3 separate regions of the Mus musculus genome follow, and all the other regions are linked to region 2. The links are chromatin contacts, called in public HiChIP or PLAC-seq and promoter capture Hi-C maps. All regions are on one chromosome and are shown on one strand. The core of a region is the stretch at or near the end of the contact, and the rest is flanking DNA. Distances in the headings are between cores, read along the strand shown.

Region 1 (4,114 bases), core at 1,127-3,626, 130 kb before region 2:
TTAAAAGTCTTAAGACCCAATGTAAGAACCAGTTATATCAAATATTAAACAAGCCCCCCCCATTAAATGTTAAACCCATTTAATACCAACAAAATGCAGGAAATGCCCAGAAATACCAAGAGAGAGTAATTTTTTTTTCCTTTCTTTTTTTTATTGGGTAGTTTCTTAATTTACATTTCAAATGTTATCCCCTTTCCCGGTTTCCTCATTAAACTAGCCAGAATGAGGGGGGAAAAAAAAAGAGAGAGATCTTTGTAAAAATAACCTGTATTCCTACATACTGGATAGAGACACAGTATTTTTAAAGACTGTATCATAAAACAAAGAATAGTATTGAAAGCATGAGAGTGATCACATAAGTCATAATGTTTGTCAACAAACAAACTTCCAGGTATAAAAACACAAGTCAACAAAACAAAATAACCACCCCCTATTCCAAAGATCAAAAGACAAATAACAGTTTAATTATAGGCCTTGATCAATAAAGCTTCTTTCTGCATTTGGCAGCAGCTAATGCAAGACTCGTAACTGGTCCAAGTGCTGAGACCAAGTGACAGAGTGGTCAGCACTGAAAGGGACCTCCATATACACTCGGAATATCGCATAAGAGAGGTAGTGGGAACGGCATGAGCTGGAGGAAGGGAGAATAGTGTGAAATGCAGACTTCTGGATACTGCATGGCCATCCACTTACAGCAACCGTGGTTACTTATTCAAGATCAAGTCAGTCTCAAAACTTAGGAAGGCCTACGCCTAGTTGAGGAATTCTGGCAGCTGAAGACTGCTGGAGGAGGATGAGTAGTTTTCACTGGGGGCATAAGCAGCTCCGGTGGAGTCCCTTACCCTTGCACAGAGTGGCAGCACTAACTGAAAACAGCAAGTTATTAAAAAAGAGAAACAAGAAGATGGGCAGGGGATGAAGTGTCAGGGGAACTGGAGGTAGGAAGTAAGGAGCATATATATATATATATATTCATTCAAAATACATTTCATACACTCATGAAATTCTCAAAATAAATTTTAAAAAGAAAGGAAAAAAGAACAAAATACACAAACCAAGAGCTTATTAAGGTGTATGGCTAGCCAAATCAAGGCCTTGGGCTCTATTCTTAGTACATTAACAATATGTAAAAGTGAAAAAGAATGGATCACAGGGGTCCTGTAGTAGTGAAGACCTATTTGCTTTGTTCTGAGGCAGGTACAGTAAGCAATCCATGCCTATACTCCTACAGCTGGGGACTGAGATTGGAGTACAAAGGCAGCTTGGACCACATAGGGAGGTTTAAGCTAGGGTGAGCCACACATAAGAACCTGTTTCCAGCCGGGCGTGGTGGCGCACCGCACGCCTTTAATCCCAGCACTCGGGAGGCAGAGGCAGATGGATTTCTGTGTTCCAGGCCAGCCTGGTCTACAAAGTGAGTTCCAGGACAGCCAGGGCTACACAGAGAAACCCTGTCTCAAAAAACAAAAACAAAAAAAAACAAAACAAAACAAAAAAAAAACCAACAACAACAACAAAAAGAACCTGTTTCCAAAAATTAAGACAATAAATCATCAACAACAAAAATCACTTAAAATAGCAAATTTAATTGGCAAAAACCTAAGAGTTTGATAGCACATATATGTTGTGGATAGCCCTGGGGCTAATTATACTTGATGTTAATTCCGTTCTCCTGTGAGTGGCTACGAACAGGGACTGAGCCAGCACACAGGACACAGAGGAGGAGGAGGAAGAAGAAGAAGAAAAGTGGAGCAGAAGCACATGGCCTGGAGAAACCGCAAGTTCTAAGGGGTCTCATAAGCTGTGGAAGATGGTAGTGTAGCTGTAGATCTGCCCAATCTAGGAGCACAGCATGTAACCATATTAACTGTGTCGTGTTTTCATTGCCGGGACATATTTGGGAGGAGATTTACCGCAACACATATATAAAGAAACAAGTCTTCTGACTAGTGGATGAGAAATAATTATAGCCTTTATAGAGAAGAATCTGGAAATATTAATTTTTTTTTTTTTCAAGACAGGGTTTCTCTGTATAGCCCTGGCTGTCCTGTCTCTGTAGACCAGGCTGGCCTCGAACTCAGAGATCCACTTGCCACTGCCTCCTGAGTGCTAATATTATAGGTGTGTGCCATCACTGCCCAGCTTCAAAATTATAAGTACATTTACCTTTGACTTATCAGTCTCATCTCTGGTAATTTATCCTATTCATACGTTAAATATATGCAAAATAGTATTTGGAGATAGCACATAATTAAAAATATCTCTAATACACGTGTAAAAGGAACTGGCTAAACAGTGTCTCTTATTATTTCTACAGTGGCAAAACTGCTAGAAAAAAATGAGGAAGCTCTGTGTTGATTTAGAAAGATTCAGGGACCCATGGAGGAGGGATGGCTAATATTAAGCAAGAAACATGATGAACCTCGAACATATTGCTGTGCTAGGGCGCAAGAGAAGTATTAGTGACTTATTAACTGGAGACTGTGCCTTGGAATTCCACTGAATCCAAAAAGACTAGAATGAGAAAAGTCACCAGTTGGTAATCTCTAGTGAAATAAGTGGTCTGGGAGCAATGATCAATGATACCTGTGTAACTGCCAAGGTTGAGTAGGGTTTCTAAAGGAGAGACCTCTGTACTTACTGCCTGTTTGTTCTATGGATTCATCTTTGCACCACCATTTAGACCCCCTACTAGTACTGCCTCCAAATAGGACATTATACAAAACACTCATATCTTCTACCCAAAGTGAATTAAACTTCTAGGGATAACTTCTTTTTCAGGAAATACAGGGGATTGAGAAACCCAGTCTTAAGAAAAGCAAGACAAAATCAGATTTGGGTCTATTCTACAATACAGTTTCTGAAGGCAGTCAACAGAATTTTAAAGAGAGGAAAGACAAGGGCAGGGGAAGGAGAGTGAGGTGCAAATCTTGTTCATTCTGATTCAGATCAATTGCACAGAAAAAGACATATTTGGGACCATGGAGAAATTTGATTTTTCTGGCCTGCAGGGCTTCTGAAATATGAAACCTCAGGGGATGGGGAATCAGGGGTGGGGGAACCCTCTAGAAAGTACCTGAGACCTGGGAGGTGATAGACTCTCAGGACTCAAAGGGAGGGACCTTAGATGAAATGCCCTACAATGGGGAGAGGGGACTCAGAGTCCACCTCCAGTAGAAAGACAGGGTATCAAGTGAAGGGATGGGGTTGCCATCCCATAGTTAAAAACTCTGCCCCAGAATTGTTTCTTACAGACAGGTGTGCTTACAGACAGGAGCCTAGCATGGCTGTCCTCCGAGAGGCCCAACCAACAGCTGGCAGAGACAGACTGACAGAGACAGACATAGGTATTTATACCCAACCACTGGTCTGAAGTGGGGACCCCTGTGGCTCGATTAGGAAAAGGCTAGAAGAAGCTGAGGAAGAGGGCGACCCCACAGAAGACCAGCAGTCTCAACTAACCTGGACCCCTGAGATCTCTCAGACACTGAGCCACCAACCAGGCAGCATACACAAGCAGGTCCAAGCCAGCCCCACTCTCTCACTACCTCCATCCCCCGACCCCCACCCCTTTATATAGCAGAGGACTGCTTGGTCTGATCCCAGTTGGAGAAGATGAGCCTAACCCTGGAGAGACTTGAGGCCCCAGGGAGTGAGGAGGTCTGTCAGGGTGGGGAACATGACATCCTCTTGGAGACCAGACCAGGGTGGGGGGGGGGGGTTGGGGTTGGAAGAGGAATTGTAGGAGGGCAGACCGGGAGGGGGTAATGATTAGACCGTAAAAAAGTAATAAAAATTAAAAAAAGGAAAACATTACAATTTTCAGTGGTGTATTAGAATGTGACTTAAATATTTGCAGAGAGGAAAAAAGCAAAGTAGAGAATTTCTGACAAAATGAATAATGGCTACATACATATGGCAGTTTGCCATATTATTCTCTCTACTTATATGTAAGCTTGAAAATATTTGTAGGAAAGCACCTAACAATAAGAATGCAATTAGTAACAACAGGAATGCCTGGTTACGGTCACTAAGACCAATACTCTTCTTTAAAAGATATGAATTTTATAATGAAAGGCTGACTTAAGAGTAAAGAGAACAAAAGTCAATTATT
Region 2 (4,151 bases), core at 648-3,147:
GCACAAACGTCAGCTTTCATTCTCACACTGTCAGTCTTATAGCACATTAGCCTTGTCTTAGAGAAGAGGAAACCGAAGTTCAACATAAGTAAGTTGTGGGGAAGTGGAGGTGGGGGTTGGGGGGTAATCCAAGTATGAAATTACTATATTAGTTTTGAATAGAAGTTTGGTACAGTCCCAAAGCCATAAGCATCCCTTTATCTATAGGAACATGTCTGAAATAACAGCATAATATGCTGAGGTTTATCAAATATATATAACAATATATTTGACAATCTGTAACAAACCAATGTGGTTTTTTCCCTTTAGAAACAGTCTATGTAGTCCAAACTATCTTCAAACTCTTACTCCTCCTCAGCCTTCCAAATGCTGAGATTATAAGTATGCACCACTACAGCAGGCTCAAACCTGTTTGTTTATTTTATAATCAGGGTCTCAAGTAGCCCAGGCCTACCTCAAACTCACTTTGTAACTGAGACTGGCCTTGAACTCTGGAGCTCCCTGCCTCCACCCCAGAACTGTTTGCATTATGAGCATATGCCACCATGCCCAGCTAAGCCGATTTATTTTTTGAAGGCTTATGACATTTGACTATGTGGGCTTTTTAAGAAAACCTTAAGCAGCAAATAAAGATAGGATTTAATCGCTCAGTTATGTAAATATGTTCCAAGTTAACAAACCTGCAAAATTTCCAAATGCAAACAATAAACCTAATTTTCTATGAATTTTAAAAACATACAACTAAGTCTACTATGTAGACAAGGTTTGAATATGAAAACTAATTCCATCACTGCCCCTAAACCTTGCCCTACTTAGCCAAGCCATTAGCAACCTGTTGTAGGGCTTGAGACAGGAGCACAAGGCTCCAAACGAAGAGTATTCGTGAGAGTTTGGAAAGCTTCCTTGGGTTGGAGCAGAGAGCGAGAGAACCAGGGGCCACCCATAACCAGCAAAGAATCACAGTTTCAAAAACACTTTTTCGTTTGATTTTAACAGCCTCTGATAACCCAATTAAAAGGGAAGGCAGGGCATTGATGCCCTTGCTGGAGAGTATTGGATTGTCATTCCAGAGCACTCTGGGACTGACAAACTGACAGATACCAAACTTCAGAGTTTTGGAAAAAGAACGGACATTTCTCCCTTTGGCTTTCAGGGACATGAGTGAGTGGGTCTCTCCTCCTCATCTGAGGAACCAGATGCCAGTGCAAAAGAAAACAGGGATTCTGCCCCACACCAAGAAAACCCTTGACAGAAGGTAGAAGGCCTTCCAGGTTTGGGCCGGGCCTCGGCGTGCCCCAGACACACGGTCCCATTTGAGGCCCCAACTAGCCTCGCGGCGACCGTGGACAGAGATCTAAGGTCCGAACAGGTCTGCCCTACCCCGGGGAACTCGGGTCACCTCTTGAGCCTCCCTCCCTTAGACGGGTCCCGAATAGACCTAGAGTCTTCAGCTGGGGCGTGGTCCCCGCCCCCCAGGGACGAGGGCATGGGACCCCTTCCTTCCCGGGGCCTGGCAGCCGGCAGCCGGGTCCGCGAGCGGCGGTCGGGCAGCGACAGTCCCTTCCGCCGGTCTGTCTGCCCTCCCGAGCCCCAGGTCTGACCCTGGTCCGAGCGCGCTCCTCACCGGGTCCCAGCGCCTCCATGGCGGCGACGGGGGCCGCCTCGCTCCGGTCCCCAGCGCCTCCCGCTCCGGGCCCCGCCGGAGCCGCGTAACGCTTGCTCTCTGGAATATTGGCGCTGAAGCGGCGCCGCGAAGACGCGGGCCGGGGGCGGGCAGGGGGCGGCGGCGGCGCCCAGTCCGGGGACAGGGACCCGACTCTGTCACGGCTCTTCCGGCCTCAGCGACAACAAAAACAATCCCGGCCGCTGCCGCCGCCGCCGCCAGCTGGAACGGGAGCGGGAGGCGGCGCGCGCCCGCCGGGCGGGGCGGGGGCGCCAGGCGCCTGCGGTCCCGGGTCCCGGCTAGCGAAGGGGGCGTGCGCGGCCCCGCACGCGCGGGGTCCAGCGAGCCTGACCGAGGCAGGGGGCGGGGTGCGGCAGGGACGGGCGCGCGCCCGGGGGGCCGAGCCCAGAGGACGCGTCAGGCGCGCGCCCGCCCGCCCTTCCACCAGCGGGCCCGCTCGCCTGCGGTCCCGCACGCCGCTCCGCCGGTCCCCATTCTGGCAACCTTCCTCCAAGTCGCCATCGAAAGAGCTGGATTCCAGTCCTTGATGACCCACAGGCAGCAGCCCTCCACTTCGTCCTGAGACTCACCTTAGGAACCTGTCCTCCATCGCTCCACCACCACCAGAGATGACCCCTGGACACTTCAGGCACAATCGGTCCTTCAGTCACCTTCAGTCATTCCTCCTACTCCACCCCCACCCTCACCCCGGACACCACATATCCAGTCACCTTCCTTCCCTGTGCAGGGAAAGCAGGTTCTGTTCTGGGTCCCAAGACTGGTCAACATGTCACCAAGGCAGCAGGTAGCTCAGCGAGTCAAGTGTCCTTAAAGTTTCCATTCAGGACTTCCAGTTAAGACAGGACCATAGGCTGTCTGGTCAACTAAACGGGCAACGGCAGTCTATTAGTTAAAAAGGCACAACACTCTCATTCTAGTTTGCTGGGGCCCACCATTGGGTACCTCAGCTTAGTGCAATAGAAATGCGTTTTCTCTCAGTTTTGCACACCGACAGTCTAATAAAATCAAGGCGAGTTGGGGCAGGGGGTGTGATTTTTCTCCTTCGGTTGTAGAAATCTATCTTCTTGTGCTATCACACGGTCTTCCCATGGTAACTTCTATTCAAACCGCTCCTTTTTGTTTGGTTGGTTTTAATTAATTTATGTGTATGAGTATTTTTTGCCTGCATGCATGTGTTTGTGCCTGGTGCCTCCGGAGACCAGAAGACCAAATCGAATCCCCTCGAAACAGGATTACAGATAATGTAAGCTGTGTAGGGGCTGAGAATCAAACCTGGGGCCTCTGCAAGAGTATGAGGTACCCTTAACCACTAAAGCCATCTCTACAGCCCCCAACTTCTTTTTCTTATAAGGAAGATGGCTCAGTGGGTAAAGGTACTTTATAACATTGACAGCCTGAGTAGGAAGTTGGAGAGTTCAAGGCCAGCCTTTGCTACCAAAGAATTTAAGGCAATCCATGTTTTAAGAGACTCCAGCCCAGTGTAGCCTTTAATCTCAGCACTAGGGAGACTGAGGCAGTTCAGAGCCAATTCGGTTTACTTATGTAGTGACTTCTAGGACAGCCAGGACTGCAGAGTGAGACAGAGGAGACAAAGACAGGCAGATCACTGGAGCTCACTGTACATACACACACATACAGTACATACACATACATACACACACAGATACACACACAGATATATACATACCACATACACACATAAATACACACCACACACTTACACATGCACATGCATACACCACACACACATCACATACCTGCACATACACATACACATGTATGCACACACACATACAAATCCACACACATACATACACACACACACAGAGAAAGAAAGAAAGAAAGAAAGAGAGAGAGAGAGAGAAAGAAAGGAAGGAAGAAAGAAAGAAAGAAAAGAAAAGAAAAGAAAAGAAAAGAAAAGAAAAGAAAAGAAAAACTGGTGTATAACTAAAAGGAAAAGAAAAACCACTGTCTAGAAAGAAGCTCAAGGGATTTGTTTTGGTTTGGATTTTGTTATTGCTGTTTTGAGACAGGGTCTCACATGCCCCAGGCTGGTCTAGAACTTGCTGTGTGACTAAGGATGACTGCTGATCCTTCTGCCATGGATTCTCAAGGGCCGAGTTACAGACATGTATGCATCACCATGCCCAGGATGAAGCTCACAGTTTGTTGGTTTTTTTTTAAAGTTTTGTTTTTGTTTTTTTTTTTCAATTATGGGGATGTGTATGGGTTTGACTGTGGGTTTGTGCGTGTGAATGTAGTACACATGGAAGTCGGAAGAGTGCTCCTGGTCCTGTGAGGCTAGAGTTAAGGGTGGTTATGAACTGCTGAATATAGGGACTGGGACTTGAACCTAAGTCTCCTGCAAGAGCAGCACACACTCTTTTGTTTTGTTTTGTTTTGTTTTTCGAGACAGGGTTTCTCTGTGTAGCCCTGGCTGTCCTGGAACTCATTCTGTAGACCAGGC
Region 3 (4,298 bases), core at 938-3,437, 200 kb after region 2:
GCCCGTCCCAAGCTAGTCATCTCTTCTAATCCTAAATGCTTTTAAAGAAAATCCTCTGCCCTGGGAGGTGAGGGGAAATGGAAGCACCTCCCTCCCCGCCCCGGTCTGCTGAGAAGAAAGGAACAGAAAGCATTTGCCAGGCTCCAAAATGTTAAAGCTCAATAAAAGTGGAAACCATTGAACAAAATCTGTGGCAACAGTGCTCCCTTTCCCATTTCTTAGGAAACAGGGAAGTGGTTTAACTCGTTCTGCAAATCGACTCCAGATCCACAAGAACGCCCTTCCTTCAGAGAGGAGAGGCCAAGCAGCTGCAGCCTAGGTAGTGCGAGCCCACCTCAGGCGGCAAAGTCCTGAGTCAAATTATCCAGCTAGCGCCATGGCCTCTCTCCTGGGCGAGGAAGGATGTTCCGTGGCCACGCAGCCGGGCGACGCACAGGAAACAACAGCCAGGGAGAAAGAAAATGGGTCTGAGCACCCAGGGCCTGACTCTGCCCTGGAAGTCGCACACCATTCCTTACCTTTCTTGATCACCGATTGGTCCAGGAGGCTCATTCCAGGGTCATCTATCGCCTGCAAATAGAAGAGGATGGCAGTGAGGGTCCGTATGGACCTAGTCGCCCAGCTACCCCTAGTCCATGTCTGCTCCGCCCTACGCGTACCACCGGCTGCCTGAGGCGGCTACCGGGGGACAGGCGTGACCAGGAATAGCCTGGGCTCAGCACCATATGCGTCTAAGCTGCAGCACTGCCTGGATGATTGCCTTGCCTTAGATAGACCACTCCTGTGCCTCTCCTAACCCCGGCCCAGGTTGCCCCTGCGGACTGGGACTGGGTATGGATGCCCACCATGGCTCAACCCTACAGTGGGGAGAGAAAGAAGTGATTCCACGAGGGCTGCTGCCACCCAGGCACAGTTCGAGGCCATCTTTTGGCCAGACAGCATCTAACGGAAGACTCCCTGTTAGCGGCAGAGATGGAAAGTTGCACCTGGGAGAAGAGCCGGGCTCCTACTTTTGTTACTTTTTTGTTTCCAGCCAGGATGCTAAATCGCTGCCCATCGGGACCCACCGTGGCTCACTCTGGGCTTACCTGCAATTCCTCCAGACCGGGCGGCTCCGCCAATCCTGGAAGACCGAGGGGAGCATCGGCCAGGCCGTGCGCGCCGTCGGCCAGGCTGTGCAGGAGCCGGGGAACCGCGGCGGCGTAGTCTCGGCGCGGGTCGAGACCCAGAGCGCGGGCGGGTGGCGCCAGCAGGCCCGGCGGCTCGTCGTGGGCGCGGGCGGCCGCACGGGGTGCGGCCCAGGCGGCCTGCGGGGGCTGCGGCTGCGCCAGGGGCGCTAGGCCGCCGTAGGGGTCAGCGGCGAGGTGCGGAAAGGCAGCGGTGGCGTCGGGACCCTGGCCGTAGGGCAGCGGCGCCTGAGGGTAGGGCGGCGGGAAGTAAGGAGGATGATAGTCCGCGGTGGCAGAGGCGGCGGGAGTGTGACACAGTGGCGGCGCGGGCCCGTAGGCCGCCTGGGGCAGGGACGACAGGCGGGTCCCGCCAGCCGCTGCGCCCAGCCCGTCGGGGCGCTCCTGCAGAAGGGGAGGCGTGCGTTAGGTGACCCATGAGCGGCCGAAAAGACACCAGCCCGCCAGGTCCCCTCCAGCTCGCGGGTGTCCTGCAGCTGTCCACCGGCGTTGGCCCCGCGGGCGCCGCGGCCCCAGGCTGGAGACCAACCACGTACGGGTCTCTGCCACCACTTCCTGGGCTGCCAAGAGGCCCTACGGTCCCCTACCTTCGCGATTTCGTTGGCGCGGGGGTGGGGGGCAGAAGGTTTGGAGGCTTCAGCAGCCAGGCTCCTCGATGCCCTCTGCCCAGTGTGCCCGGGACCCGAGTCTACTCACCATGGCGGAGTATGTGTGCACCAACATGGGGCGGGTAGTGTGGGGCGTGAGGTGTGGCGGAGACACAGCCCTCGTTCGACGGCGAGGCGAGAGCCGGGAGCCCTTACAGCCCACGGGGATCACCGTCTGGAAGCTGGGGGTAAGTCTGCCGGGAGTCCAGAAGGTACGGGGTACTCAGCGGGGGACGCCTGCGGGAGCGTCCATGGAAATGGGCCAGACGGGAGCTGATGGCACTTGGAAAAAAGTCGGGCAACGGGTGCCCAGCGCCCGCCCTCTGAGCTCAGCCTGCTCCATGCACTCTAGTTATAGCGGCGGGGGCGCGCTCGGGCCTCTGGGGGCGCGCATTAAAGAGACAAGCTATGGCCTATCTCAGCCTTTTCCCTTGGCTGCGGAAAGGGAGGCGTGGCTCTGGTGGGAACCGGTGGGGTGAGGAGTGAATGAATTCGAGTCCAGCTGATGTGAGCTCCTTCTGGCCTCCAAGCTTGCAGCTGCGATCAAATGGGATTCGAGGCTGGAATGCAACTCAGGGGTCTGTGTTCGCTCGGGTCTGTGAATTTTCTCTTTACATTTGCTTATTACATTAACTTATTTAGTGGAAGGGCTCACCCGTGTGCCCGATGTGCGGGTCAGAGGACAACTTGCAGTAGTCAGTTATTTGCTTCCATCCTGTGGGTCCTGAAGGTTCGAACTCAGGTCTTGAGGCTTCGTGGTCAATGAATTAACCCAATAAACGATCTCGCCACTCCCTTCTAAATCTTTTAAAATTAATGCTTAAACAAATGTACGCGTTCGCCTTTGAGTTTGAGCAAAGCATTCCTTGTTTCTGGTATCAGCTTTCTTCCCTGTTAAATGGTCTTTTCTCTGACCACCCAAGGGTGAGTGTGGAATACACCGGTGAGTGGCAAACTCAAGCCCATCAGTTTATGTGCATACTTGTGTCAGTGTGTGTGTGCGTGTGTGTGTGTGTGTGTGTGTGTGAGAGAGAGAGAGAGAGAGAGAGAGAGAGAGAGAGAGAGAGAATGAGAGAGGGGGTGTTAGCAACCTCTCTTTCATGGTTTTGGATCCAAAAAACGCTCTGAAAATGCTGACTTCTCTCAGACTTTCTAAGCTGGTAATCCTCAATGCCAAGCCAGGATCCTTGGATGCTGAGGACACCACCTAGGCACAGAGAGTAGGAGTCTGGCATGATCTGCACTTAAGAAGAGGCCAAAATACTGACACAGGGTGGAAGGGGTGCATTGTCACACCTAGGCACAGTCTACGCATTTGTGTGTCACCATCACCATGGCAGGTGCTCTCTCTCTCTCTCTCTCTCTCTCTCTCTCTTTCTCTCTGTCAAACATGCCCTAATGACCACTACCAATCCCTTTTCTTTCTTCCAAAATTTAACCCGTCTGTCCTAAGAAGCAGAGATGGGGATTAAGAAAAGGCAAGTGAGAGAAATCCTAATGACAATGAGAATTTAAAAAGCAGAGGGCTGGAGAGATGGCTCAGTGGTTAAGAGCACTGACTGCTCTTCCACAGATCCCGAGTTCAATTCCCAGCCGCCATGTGGTGGCTCACAACCATCTGTAATGAGATCATATGCCCTCTTCTGGTGTGTCTGAAGACAGCAAAAATATACTCACATAAAATAAATAAATCTTAATAAAAAGCAGAAAGATGTTTTCTTTTTCATGTTGAAAATAGGGAGGGGATAGAAATGGTCACGGTGCCCACTCACCACACACCGTTAATATGGAGTCTCCTAACTCACCAAGTCCTTTGTCACCCTCATTTTCAAGTGAGGAACAAGGCACAGAGAGGCTAGGTGACTTACTGGCCTATGGTCAAACAACTAGTTCAGTGGCAGTGCTGGGGTGGCCCTTCTCTGTTCTCAGGATCATTATTCTTTCCTGTCTTGGACTCAGGCATTTAAAATTTAGTCTCACTCCTCAGAGGCTGTGTAATTCTGGACAAGTCTGGCTTCCTCTCCAAGTTCTGTTTCTGCAACAAAAACTAGTGGAGAGGAATCGCTGCCACCTTCTGTTTCTTTCTGGTGAAGAAACAGATGAGAAGGTAAAAGTGATACCATTGAGAGATTAGAACATTAACCTATGTTCTAGATGGCACATGGCTAGAACGAAGCCGAGGCTGGATTTCTTTCAGCCATGACACATGGGATGGGGCTGTGGGGGCTGTGAGGAGAGGATGAAACTAGCTAGTATCCGAGGATTCATCCCTGAGAGCTTCCCAGAGGCCGGAACCAGCAGCTATGATGGCGGGGGAGGCAGATGGGGGCAGCTGTGAAGCCTTTCTCTTCAGGACAGATCTAAGATCTGGTGTGAGTTTGACTTTGTTATCCACAGCTGTGCAGCTTTCCTCCTCAGGATGCATCTAAGATCTGGTGTGAGTGTGTGTTTGTTATCCATGTCT

What was found. Promoter capture Hi-C pulls out the DNA fragments that hold promoters and counts their contacts. HiChIP or PLAC-seq counts read pairs in DNA pulled down with a chosen protein or histone mark.
Region 1: an H3K4me3 HiChIP or PLAC-seq map of bone marrow-derived macrophages shows a contact between it and region 2, with 2.6 times the contacts expected there. The contact joins the enhancer-like site here to the promoter of Ago4 in region 2. A contact is called at or near these places in 10 of 39 promoter capture datasets (the C10 cell line, the HPC-7 cell line, embryonic stem cells and 3 more), 3 of 484 Hi-C or Micro-C datasets (bone marrow, embryonic stem cells and nephron progenitors), 1 of 115 datasets of contacts at active chromatin or transcription factors (bone marrow-derived macrophages) and 1 of 9 other capture datasets (adipose tissue).
Region 3: a contact with region 2 is called in a promoter capture Hi-C map of liver. The contact joins the promoter of Tfap2e here to the promoter of Ago4 in region 2. A contact is called at or near these places in 11 of 39 promoter capture datasets (the C10 cell line, HPC-7-derived erythroid cells, cranial neural crest and 6 more), 1 of 15 datasets of contacts at CTCF or cohesin (the NIH/3T3 cell line), 8 of 484 Hi-C or Micro-C datasets (bone marrow-derived DN2 thymocytes, bone marrow-derived macrophages, embryonic fibroblasts and 3 more), 6 of 115 datasets of contacts at active chromatin or transcription factors (embryonic basal ganglia, embryonic forebrain, embryonic stem cells and 3 more) and 4 of 9 other capture datasets (adipose tissue, embryonic stem cells, liver and 1 more).

What each region holds. Positions count from the first base shown.
Region 1 is chr4:126,398,790-126,402,903 of GRCm38.p6, forward strand. All of the region lies in intron 5 of Ago3 (argonaute RISC catalytic subunit 3), which reads right to left. Among named protein-coding and RNA genes, the nearest start is that of Ago3, 29 kb to the right of the region's middle. Within about 2 kb of position 2,377, at least 4 of the 459 cell types and tissues checked have an H3K27ac peak or open chromatin away from gene starts, as enhancers often do. A contact at or near this core is called in bone marrow-derived macrophages, where this site is marked.
Region 2 is chr4:126,531,561-126,535,711 of GRCm38.p6, forward strand. It overlaps Ago4 (argonaute RISC catalytic subunit 4), which reads right to left and starts at 1,898. Exons shown (of 18, transcript NM_153177.3): 1 at 1,625-1,898. The coding sequence starts at 1,643.
Region 3 is chr4:126,734,082-126,738,379 of GRCm38.p6, forward strand. Tfap2e (transcription factor AP-2, epsilon) reads right to left here and starts at 2,188. Exons shown (of 7, transcript NM_198960.2): 1 at 1,884-2,188; 2 at 1,089-1,571; 3 at 519-570. The coding sequence starts at 1,910.